Linked DNA regions of Mus musculus: all the other regions are linked to region 3. A link is a contact called in public Hi-C data. All regions are on one chromosome and are shown on one strand. Each heading gives the region's core, a stretch centred on a gene start, on an enhancer-like site or on the middle of the called end of the contact. The rest is flanking DNA. Distances are from core to core; before and after follow the strand shown.

Region 1 (3,684 bases), core at 77-2,576, 350 kb before region 3:
ATACAGTCTATAATATGAAGCCTACATACCTCAATGAAATAAACTGCCTATACAAACCTGATCCTTTACTGTTCAGTGCCAAGAATTTCTAGCTTTCTTGTCTCACAACTATGGAACAATTTCTCCCCTTAAAATGGATTTGTTTATTAAGTTTAACAATTACCAAGTCTTACTTAGATACAGAAGCAAAAACTTGTCTAAAACAGAAAAGGGAGTTGAGGTTTTAGAAAAACCCTCACCTTGTAAAATTTAGGAACCAAGCTAGGAAACCAAGGACATTACATATCTGAAAGACAGGGCATTTACAGTTGTGATGACGTCACTACTCTCCAGTTACCTGAAGGTATCTATGAACTAGAATTGCTTCAAAAACAAGTAGCAAGATTAACAAGTTTCATCTATTTTTACCTCACTATTTCGGCTTCCTAAGACTCTCTTAAACTACTCTTACATTCATGAGCTCAGGACAAAGTTGCGCAAATGTCATGGGTGATGGTTCTTTTGACAGTGTTCACTGCTAAGGGAACACTCTATGAGGACAGGGAACGTGTCTAATCTAATTAATCAAATCTATTAAAAAAATCTATACTTAGCTAACTAACACTTAATATCACCTGAAATGTTTCTGAGCAAATGCTAGAGTCTGAATATCTACTGTAACACCACACATTGTGCTGTTTTTAAATCCACATTTGCTCCTCCTCTTCTTCCTACTCCTCCTCCCCCTTCTTCCTCCTCCTCTTCTTCCTCCTCCTCTTCTTCCTCTTCTGTCTCCCCCTCCCCACTTCTCCTCCTCCTCTTCTTCATCATCTTCTTCTTTCTTTGGTTTTTTGGGACTGTAGCCCTGGCCATTCTGGACCAAGCTGGCCTCCCACTCAGAGATCCACAGTTGCCTCTGCCTCCAGAGTGCTGGGACTAAATAAAGGTGTGCACCACCACTGCCTGGCTCACATTTGCATTTTTAAACATTTGAGAAAGTTACATCAACATACTTATACAATTTCATATGCATATATTCATATAAATACTGTGAAGCAAGATAAATATTTTACCATTATTATCAGAGGCTTTAGGCGAAAAGAACAAGTACCTACTTTCTATCCTTAGATGCCAGTTGTAGTTTAAGACGTCTAACAGTAATCTTTAAACTATGTTCCTATACCAAACTGAAGAGAAGCCGTCAAGAGAATGTAAAACCTTAATAATAACATAAAGGGCAAGGCTGACTAGATTTCCCAGCAATGAAAAAGGTCTAGCTGTTACCCACGGCATTCTAAAACACACAATAAAACACCAAGGGATGGGGAGGGTAAGCCACAAAGGAAGCTGACGTTTTATTTCTGAATCTGCCTCCCCCTTCTAACCACAAGGCCGATGAAACTTTGCCTCAGCTGGGGGAGGGGTGGAAAAAACTTACCCAACATGGTAAAAAACAGGAACAATGCAGTTTAGTGAAAAATGAACTTAGACTTACGTTATATATTTCCCTTTGTGTTGCTTAAAGGACATTTAAAATTAATTTTTAAACACGGCTGGTATGGACAGATAACTTGTAGTTTTCTATATGCTAGAATTATGTTTCTAAATTACAAAATATGCAAACCTCCTAGAGGAAAGAAAAGAATGAACCCCAACTTCACTTCATCAAACAAGCTCACTAAGTCTGGTTAAGAGCTTGACAGATTTTTAAGATTTATGGAAGGCTTTAAAAATTAGAATTTTTAATTGCCAACGCTGAAAATTAAATATAACAATATTTATCACATGAGTCACTAGCCCAAAGCAATTTAAAGATGTGATTTAAGTCTCTTCCATGAAGCTATCTGATTCTGGGACACTAGGAATCTGACTTTTGTTTTAACCATAACCTATAACGAGCTTTTGCTTTAAAAGCAAACTTAGTCCAGCTCAGGCTGGTTCCTTATGCCATCCCTTCACCTGCAGACAGTGTAAAGTTAACAGTGACCCCACGCAAGTCCTCTACAAAGTTAAAGGGAAAAAGCTCTCTTTAGCCTCGATGCCTATTATTTTGAAGTTAACCTAATAAAGTTACTCATCCAAATAGTAACCTAGAAAAACAGGTAAGAATGCTCAAGTCTTTGTCTAAGTATCTGTTCAGAGCAATTTCCAGTTGTTTTACAATAAAAGGCAACTTGAACATATTTAGTCTATCTTCTCAACTAAGTAAAAGGAGATAATACTCAACTAAGAGGATCACTGATCACAAATTTTGATCCAGAGCAAAGGAAGCTCAAGTAACTAGCTTAGTCAGAATAATATGATGCTATATGACACAGACCGGGCATCCCTAGTAATAAAAATGGATAAGAAGAAAGGGGGACAAGGAGGAAAGAGAGAGGAACAAAATGTGGAAGGAGACACACGGGCATCTAATGGCTTCAGCAGTCTTCTCACAAAGTAAGACTGTGAACAATACTGTGTCTAATACTAGGCCCTTCGTTTTAACAGAAACAATCAAAAGCAGAAAGTGTCCCAGAAGAGGGAAATTGAACAAAGGAAGTCCGTCTGGATAGTGTGCCACACGATACATACTTAGGGAAACTAATGATGTCCAGCTTTGTTTAAATATTTGAAAGACGGTCAAGTATATACTGAATGTAGCTACCAAAAGGAAACCATGTCTATTTATGAAGGAGAGATTAGTAGAGCAAGAAGCAAAATATTCTATGTCTGTGAGATGGTCTCATCTCTATGTTATGAAAAAGGGGCTTTATGAAACATCTGAAAAAAGGAGAAAGGCCAGGACTTGCCTCTACCTAAAACATAAAAGACACAAGCAAAGAATTACCTTTCCTAGTCCAGGCAACTTGAGATTCCACACTGAGATCAGACTGGTTTTTTGTCTACCCATCAATAGAAAACACTTTGTAAACCACTGTAGCATAAGCCAAACATTTACCTCCATACAAACACACGTACACAAAAAACAATATGATCTAACTCTTCATAACCATGCTTACTTTAAACCTAAGAAGACACACAACAGATGAGTGACTTGGCACAGGTTTCCTAGTACATACTAAAAAGTTACTGTAGTACTCAATGTCAAGGGCACGCTTGGCCATAAGAAGTGCATACTTGATTAAGCCAAGAATTTAGACAGGCTTCTACTAATACAGAAGACCAATTCTTTGTAATATAAAACTGTGATATTAGATATGAGTTAAATATTCTTAATTTATGAGGGTATGTACATATGGAGTAAGGAAGTATCTCTTTCTATTTTAGACAGACACAGTAGCTAGGAATGGAAAAATCAAAATGTATTGAACCAAAACATATAACACTGTATTAGCCCTTTACAAATATTAAGTAATTTAACCCTAAAAAATCTACACAAATAAATACAATTATCCTTATCTCTTTTTCAGATGGCAGTGAGAGGTGTTGTAATTTAACTGAAGTCACACAGGTAATCAATGGCAGAGCCCAGATGAGGACTTGGCAGCCTGAGCTGTCCCTTCCCATTCACAGACACAGAAGCAAAAAGAAATGAGATCTGGAGCTAGGTGGGATATTTGATATGAACTCCTCCACAGATTTAATTTTCTGTTCAGCTAAGAAAATAGAGATGAAAGCTTTTCTTTCTAATCACTGATAACAGTTCTAAGTTTTATAACAAATAAAACACTGAATTTAGCCAGCACACATATCAAAGATATC
Region 2 (3,718 bases), core at 837-3,336, 410 kb before region 3:
TCCCTTCTGCTCAGTTTTTCTGTGAACTTAAAACTGCTCCAAAGAGTAATGCCATGAAAATGTCAAACCAACTTAAAAACTTTTACACTGTCACATGCACAAAGAGGAAAATAAAAGGGCCACTGCACTATCACTGACCAAATTTTTTGGTGTCCAAGCCTGCTGCCCCTCTGCTCAACTGTGTGTCAGTGGATATCATGCTCACTGATAGAACGTGGCTAGTTTGTATGTAATGTAAATATATTTGCATCCCTGATCTTTCTTTCTCGAATGTTTAGAGTGAGTTCTATAGAATGATTTCTGACTTCTCCTGAGTCAGTATCACTGCACCAATTTTTTAAAATTGTGCTGGCATTTCTTTCTGGAACGCATTAGATCATTAGCAAAGAGTGGTTTTAAATACATAGCAGAGATTAATGGTAGGCATAATTTTTTATACCTGGTGTATCCCGAGCTTTTGTTCCCACCAGAAAGAACACGCTCAGGACAATCGGAATCTTCTGCGGCAAAAGCTTTATTGCTTACTTCTTCAGGAGCAAGAGAGAAAATGGCAAAACCCCGTCCCTTTTAAGGAGAATTATCCTCTGCCTAGGACGTGTAGCTCCCTGATTGGCTGCAGCCCATCGGCCGAGTTGTCGTCACAGGGAAGGCAGAGCACATGAAGTGGAGAACTACCCTGGCACATGCGCAGATTATTTGTTTACTACTTAGAACACAGGATGTCAGCGCCATCTTGTAATGGCGAATGTGAGGGCGGCTCCCCACACTGGTGCACCATTGCCATGCTGCATGGGTATCTCTTGGCTTACTTGTGTTCACTTGTCCCAAGTGTTTGGTAATGAAGGCAGGTTAGAAGTTAACACCATGCAAGCTGGGTCTAGTGTCTCAGGAATTTCATCCCAGCTACTTGTGAGGCTGAGCCAGGAGGATTGCAAGTGTAAGGCCTGCCTGGGCACAGAATGAGTTCAAAGTCAGCCTGGGCAACTTGGTAAGACACTGTCTCAAAATTAAAAAATTAAAAATTGCTTGGGATTAGATCACTGGTAGAGAATTGCTTATAAGAACCCCTGGATTCAATCCTTACTGCCAGAAAAAGAAGAAGAAAGATGAGGAAGGTGAAGAGGAGAAAGAAGGGGAGGAAGAAAGAAGTTACACCTTGAAAAGTACATTGTCATAGAATTGGTACCTGTGGATTAAATTAGGTCAAGTGAGGGGCCAAACTATCCAGTGATTCTGACCTGCATTATTATTGGAAGTCCTACATCATTCTTAACACCTTTCACCTATGTGTGCAGTGCTTTTCCTACGAATTCTTTTTGGTTTTCTCCTTTTGGTTGATTTGTACTAATTTTATTATGTCAGGGTCTGATATGAGTTTGTGTAATATCATCTGACTTTATAGTGATCATTTCTTCTTGGGTGATATACATCCTCCAATCTGAAAGCTATTGGGAATGGGATTGCATCTAAAATCTCTTTCTCTGTATCTTTGTTGGTGGTGTATAGAAATCTATCGATTAGTGGACATTGATTCTGCATCCTGCCATATTACTGAATTTATTGTTTCTAGAATTCTGACAAATTTGGGGGATCCTTAATGAGCAATATCATGTCATCCACCAATAAGGATTTTTTTAAACTTATTTTCTTATCTGTATCCCTTTAAATTTCCTTCTCTTGTCTTACTATGCCAGCTTGTGCTTCCAGCACAATGTTGAGAAGGAGTGGGGATAGCAGACAGTCCTGACTCATTCCTGGCTTCAGTGAGATTGCTCCAAGATTTTTATTCCCAATTTGGGATGTTGTTGGCTGTGGATTTCTTATATAGAGATTTTATTAGGTTGCGGTATGTTCTCTTTAGCCCTACATTCTGTAGGACTTTTATCATGAAGGTAGATTGGAATTTGCCAAAGGGTTTTTGTTTTTTTCTTCATCTATTAAGATTGTCACATGATCTTTGAAAGCCTTTGACCGGTATTTCCTTGAATCTTTATCTGATCCAACGTGTTCCTACTATTTACGGTAGTTTGACTGCTTGTGTCTCACAGGTCACCAAGATTCTATTTGCTTTTCTTTTTCTTGTGAGTCATGGTCTCACTGGCTTAAAATTGCAACCCTCCCACCTCAAGCTCTTACACTGCTGGCAGTTCAAGTGTGTATCACCGTGCCTGGCTGCCACTTTCTTGTGTGTGTTGGAGGAGGGGTGCTTTCTAGTTTTTGTTGTTGTTTTATTTTTGTGCTCAAGTTTTATTAGTTTCTGTGACCCATCTTTAAGATTTCTCTTCTTTAACTTTAAGCTTACCTTGTAAGTTTCATTTTCTGGGTTATATTTTCCAGTTAAAAAACTATTTTATTCTTCCCAAAACAATCCATTTCTCTGTTACACATTTCTTTCACTAGGATGACCCTTGTTGCAATCTTTATAATAAAACTATGATTATAACTCTACAGCCTTCCCAGAGGTTGAGTCATCTTTGCAAATCATTGTTTTACAGTTGCAGGGAGACCATGGGAGTCCCCAGATTTATAGGCAGTTAGTCAGAACACACATGACTGTCAGACCTTACAACCAGTGTCTGAAGTGAGGATAATTTTGTGAGACTGATCAGTTTACAAACTCTTTGCTATGCATCCTTAGTGTCAGGGTTGTTGGAAAAAAAAAACATAAATTAACATATTAACAGGGAAACATTTATAGTTGTCTCAAAAGTTCACATTGGTGGCAGATGTTTTAGGGTAGAGCTGGCTGACAGCTTGCCCAAACACTGTGTAAGTGCACATGGTATGGGTAACAGGTGAACTAAGACTCAGTAGGTCTCGTGAAAACCAGGAGCCCCAGGCTAAGCTGTTTCTCTAACGTTAGGAAGACATCCATTTTTCATATTGTATGTCATATAGACCATTAAAATGTTGGGTGATTTTTGTTGAGATAAGCTTTACTCAAAGTACTATGTCATCTTCACTTATAGTCTTCATTAAGGAGATCCTATATATTTAAAAAATGTATGTCTGTCTTAGATAAGGGTTTTACTGCTATGAACAGACACCATGACCAAGGCAACTCTTCTTTTTTTAAATTACATATTTTCTTTATTTACATTTCAAATGTTATCCCCTTTCCTAGTTTCCCCTCCGAAAATCTCCTATCCTCTTCCCCCTCCCCCTGCTCCCCAACCTACCCATTCCCGCTTCCTGGTCCAGGAATTATCCTATATGGGGCATAGAACCTTCACAGGACCAAGGGCCTCTTCTCCTATTGATGACCAACTAGGCCATTCTCAGCTGCATATGCAACTAGAGCCATGAGTCTCTCCGTGTGTTTTCTTTGCTTGGTGGTTTAGTCCCAGGGAGCTCTAGGGTTACTGGTTAGTTCATATTGTTCCTCCTCCTATGGGTCTGCAAACCCCTTCAGCTCCTTGGGTACTTTCACTAGCTTCTTCATTGGGGACCCTGTGCTCCATCTAATAGATGACTATGAGCATCCACTTCTGTATTAGTCAGGCAATGGCAGAGCCTCTCAGGAGACAGCTATATTAGTCTCCTGTCAGCAAGCTCTTGCTGGCATCTGCAATAGTGTCTGGTTTTGGTGGTTGTTTATGGGATGGATCCCCCAGATGGGCAGTTTCTGGATGGTCATGCCTTCAGTCTCTACTCCAAACTTTGTCTCTGGTAACTCCTTCTATGGGTATTTTTCCCCCATTCTAAAAAGGATCAAAGT
Region 3 (3,254 bases), core at 541-3,040:
CACATGGGAGCTCACGCTCTGTGAAGGCCACTGGAAACCTCAAGGGAACGTCCCTGGAGAGTCCAATCTTAGCCAAGGGTGAATAATTTAAAATAGTATTCTATATTAAAGCAAAAATATTTATTACACACAGGATATATTACATCTGATTGAAATTTTGTAAACTGATGCATTTCAGAGAAACATTAAACCTGCAGGAAAATTTCAACCCTGAACAATGCGAGTCCACTTCGAGAAGTAGTTCAGTATAGGGGAGGGGCTCAACACGCACTGGAAAGTTTCATTAATGGAAAAATTTACACAAAGTACTTTTTCCCTTCTGGTTCTGGCATGACTCTTAACACAGTGGTTCTCAACCTTCCTAATGCTGCCTCCTTGTATGCAGTTCTTCTTGTTGTGGTGACCCCTTACCATAAAATTGCTATTTTGTAACTGTAATTTTGTTACTGCTATGGATCGTAATGTAAACATCTGATATGCAGGATTTCTGATATGTGACCCATGAGAGTGACTTGACTCTAAAGGGATCACAACGCACAGGCTGAGAACCACTGCTCTAACCGTACCAAATCCCTTAGACCAATAACAGCATCTTCAGTACTAACCTCCCACACCATTCCCAGCTCCATGTTACCACGACTGCAGTGATGGACGGGAGTTTTACCAGCAGGGTAGAGCACTTGGTTTCAAATTTCTACCAAGTAGGAAATTGTTGGAAATGACCAGTTTCACTTTGCCTGGTCCACTAATCTTCAGAGTCTACGGGAACCCTAGTCATATGTTATGTGTAACTAACAATCTGAAGGTTGACACTGGTCAACTTTGGTGAGCTTTCCAACTTGTTTGCAGACACAATTTTTCTAAGAACTGCTGCCAATATGGCTGGCGAGTACCTTTGTAAAATATAACAAATGATTATTAAACGATTGTATGAACTATATTAAGTGATTTTTTTATGGCCTGGTTGAAACTGGATAAATAGTCATGTAAATTAATGCTCAAAGACATGACAAGTATCTGGTCTCCTATTTGAGAATTTTAGCATGTTAAAAAAATATGGAAGGAAGGGCCAGAGAGGTGTTTCAGCAGGTGACTGTGCTTGCTATATAAACTAAGTCTGACTCCCAGAACTCACATGGTAAAGAGAGCCCCAGCTCCTGAAAAGCTGTTCCCTAACCTCACACAGACACCATTGTGTGCACACACGGGCACGCACACACACACACACACACACACGTATGATCAGGATTCCTTACACCTTTGTTTACGGAGACTGTAAATAGTTGCTTTACCAGAAGCTACGTTCAATAAATGCAGTCTACATTTCCCAAAACATGTCTTTAATAGACTCGATTCTATAAATGCAGAGATCCTGCCAAACAAGTAATTAACTACTAAGTTAATACTAGTGCCTACATTTTCGGAAATGTAGTGGGTGCAGCCCACAGCTACCAAAAGTTATTAGATTTTTCAAAGTCAGTGCTGAAGGCTTGTTGGCCAAAGCCTTGGGGCTACAACCCCAATATCTCAGAATTAATACCCAGGCTCTAGAACACGATGCTCCCTCAAAATAGGCAACAAAACAAAACATAAAAGAAGGCTTTTCTATTGTACAAGTCCCAGGCATTGTCTGAGCGTCACTGTTCATTGTTCTATCTGCTCTCCGTCAGAGCAGTTACAATTGCGTGATCAGGCCTGGTTCTTTTCCTAATTCCAACACTGTGAGAGATTCCACATCCCTCCAGCTTCCCACCCTCCAGCACTGAGTTCACTATTTAAAAGTTTGACTCAACATCTTAGGCATGCATGAATGGCAGCAGCCAGGCATCCAAGCATTCTGTGGCTTCCTCTCCCTTTTCTGTTTTAGTGAAATACCTCCTAAACTGTCAAGTGATACTTCATTTATCTGATAGGGAGCTGCGGTTACCCAGAAGAAGGGGAAAAAGGAAGTTAACCAATGAGAGTGATTCTGGCCATGCCTCTCTTGCATCATGTCCTCAGAGGCTCAGAAACAAAGGGAAAGAGGGTGGGGGTTCTAACCACACATAGAAACCACAGCATATGGAATCAATGCTCCTGTACTGGATTCAACTGTAGCATTTACATCAGTGGTACACTCTGGTAATTTCTGAGCAGAGCCATCCAGCTCAAAGGACTGGTGGCTATGGTGGCCCATCCCTAGTAATGGCAAAAGTGATTAGAAATGGACCTTTAGGGGACTGTCACAGCACATGCGTGGAAGAAAATAGATAAAATATATGCTAGTGCCTCCCCTCTCGTTTTGACGAATGACTCAATTTTGTTTGGTAACAGAAATTCAAATGCATGGCTAGACATACACTTAAAGACATTTAGTAACACTGACTAGTCAAGGTGCAGTCTGGGCATTCTGTACTCATTGTCTTTGTCACTGTGGACCAGTTGCAACCTATCTGCACCTTTTTTCCTTACATGTTGAACAGGAAATCCTCATCATTCCAAGCTCAAAAGGCCATGAATAATTAACTGGAAAGCATACTGGGGAATATACATAAATAATAACAATTGTTAAAAATATACACCTAGCGCTCAGAGACAGAGAGCGTCGCATCAGTGACCTCTGGACATCAGATCTCAGGGTCTCAGGTCAAGACCACCAATAAACCGCACAAACCAAGTCCCACTCATAGACCTCGTTTCTGCTCAGCCTTTACCAAACTGGACTGACTATTCTGTCTGTGCATTTAAATCTCTCTATGTATTTTAATTTTAATTTAGAGGTTAACATTTTACATTAGAAGTTTTCACATAAAAGTTCAAGACTCTTGGAAAAGAAAAAAAAACAGTTGATTTAAAAATAATAAATTTATACTTACCAATAGCAATACTTGTCTGGATTTGGACGACTTACTCCATCCTTCAGAGGAGCATGTGGACATGCAGTCCCTCTAACCAACGACTAAGCATACTTACTTGCCTAGCTGTCCTGTTCTAAACAAGCTCTAGTTAACTTTGCAACCGTCATGAAATACATTGAGGGACATTTGAAGTTCTTACATTTTACACAAAGTTCTGAAGTTCAGGCCTGTCTACCAGCAGATGGTTAGTTAAAATAGTTAATTCCTGTTTCCTTCATTCTGTGTAGTAGACAAGCGTCCCTACACAGTCCAAGCTGTCATAGTCGGTCTCAGGGAAGTTCCACCAGAGCCGCCTGGTCACCAGCCTTCCACCTTGCCTGCCTTATTCATTCGTGTTATTAAAATCAGAGTCAACTT

The links. A called contact is a pair of places that touch in the nucleus more often than the background predicts.
Region 1: a Hi-C map of adipose-derived mesenchymal stem cells shows a contact between it and region 3, with 1.7 times the contacts expected there. The contact joins two enhancer-like sites.
Region 2: a contact with region 3 is called in a Hi-C map of adipose-derived mesenchymal stem cells, with 2.5 times the contacts expected there. The contact joins two enhancer-like sites. A contact is called at or near these places in 1 of 484 Hi-C or Micro-C datasets (adipose-derived mesenchymal stem cells) and 1 of 9 other capture datasets (adipose tissue).

Annotation. Positions count from the first base shown.
Region 1 is chr1:53,772,820-53,776,503 of GRCm38.p6, forward strand. All of the region lies in intron 2 of Stk17b (serine/threonine kinase 17b (apoptosis-inducing)), which reads right to left. Among named protein-coding and RNA genes, the nearest start is that of Stk17b, 11 kb to the right of the region's middle. Within about 2 kb of position 1,327, at least 106 of the 459 cell types and tissues checked have an H3K27ac peak or open chromatin away from gene starts, as enhancers often do. A contact at or near this core is called in adipose-derived mesenchymal stem cells, where this site is marked.
Region 2 is chr1:53,719,060-53,722,777 of GRCm38.p6, forward strand. All of the region lies in intron 4 of Gm32311 (a long non-coding RNA gene), which reads left to right. Among named protein-coding and RNA genes, the nearest start is that of Dnah7a, 14 kb to the left of the region's middle. Within about 2 kb of position 2,087, at least 45 of the 459 cell types and tissues checked have an H3K27ac peak or open chromatin away from gene starts, as enhancers often do. A contact at or near this core is called in adipose-derived mesenchymal stem cells, where this site is marked.
Region 3 is chr1:54,127,266-54,130,519 of GRCm38.p6, forward strand. The region is part of intron 1 of Hecw2 (HECT, C2 and WW domain containing E3 ubiquitin protein ligase 2); the gene reads right to left. Among named protein-coding and RNA genes, the nearest start is that of Hecw2, 66 kb to the right of the region's middle. Within about 2 kb of position 1,791, at least 70 of the 459 cell types and tissues checked have an H3K27ac peak or open chromatin away from gene starts, as enhancers often do. A contact at or near this core is called in adipose-derived mesenchymal stem cells, where this site is marked.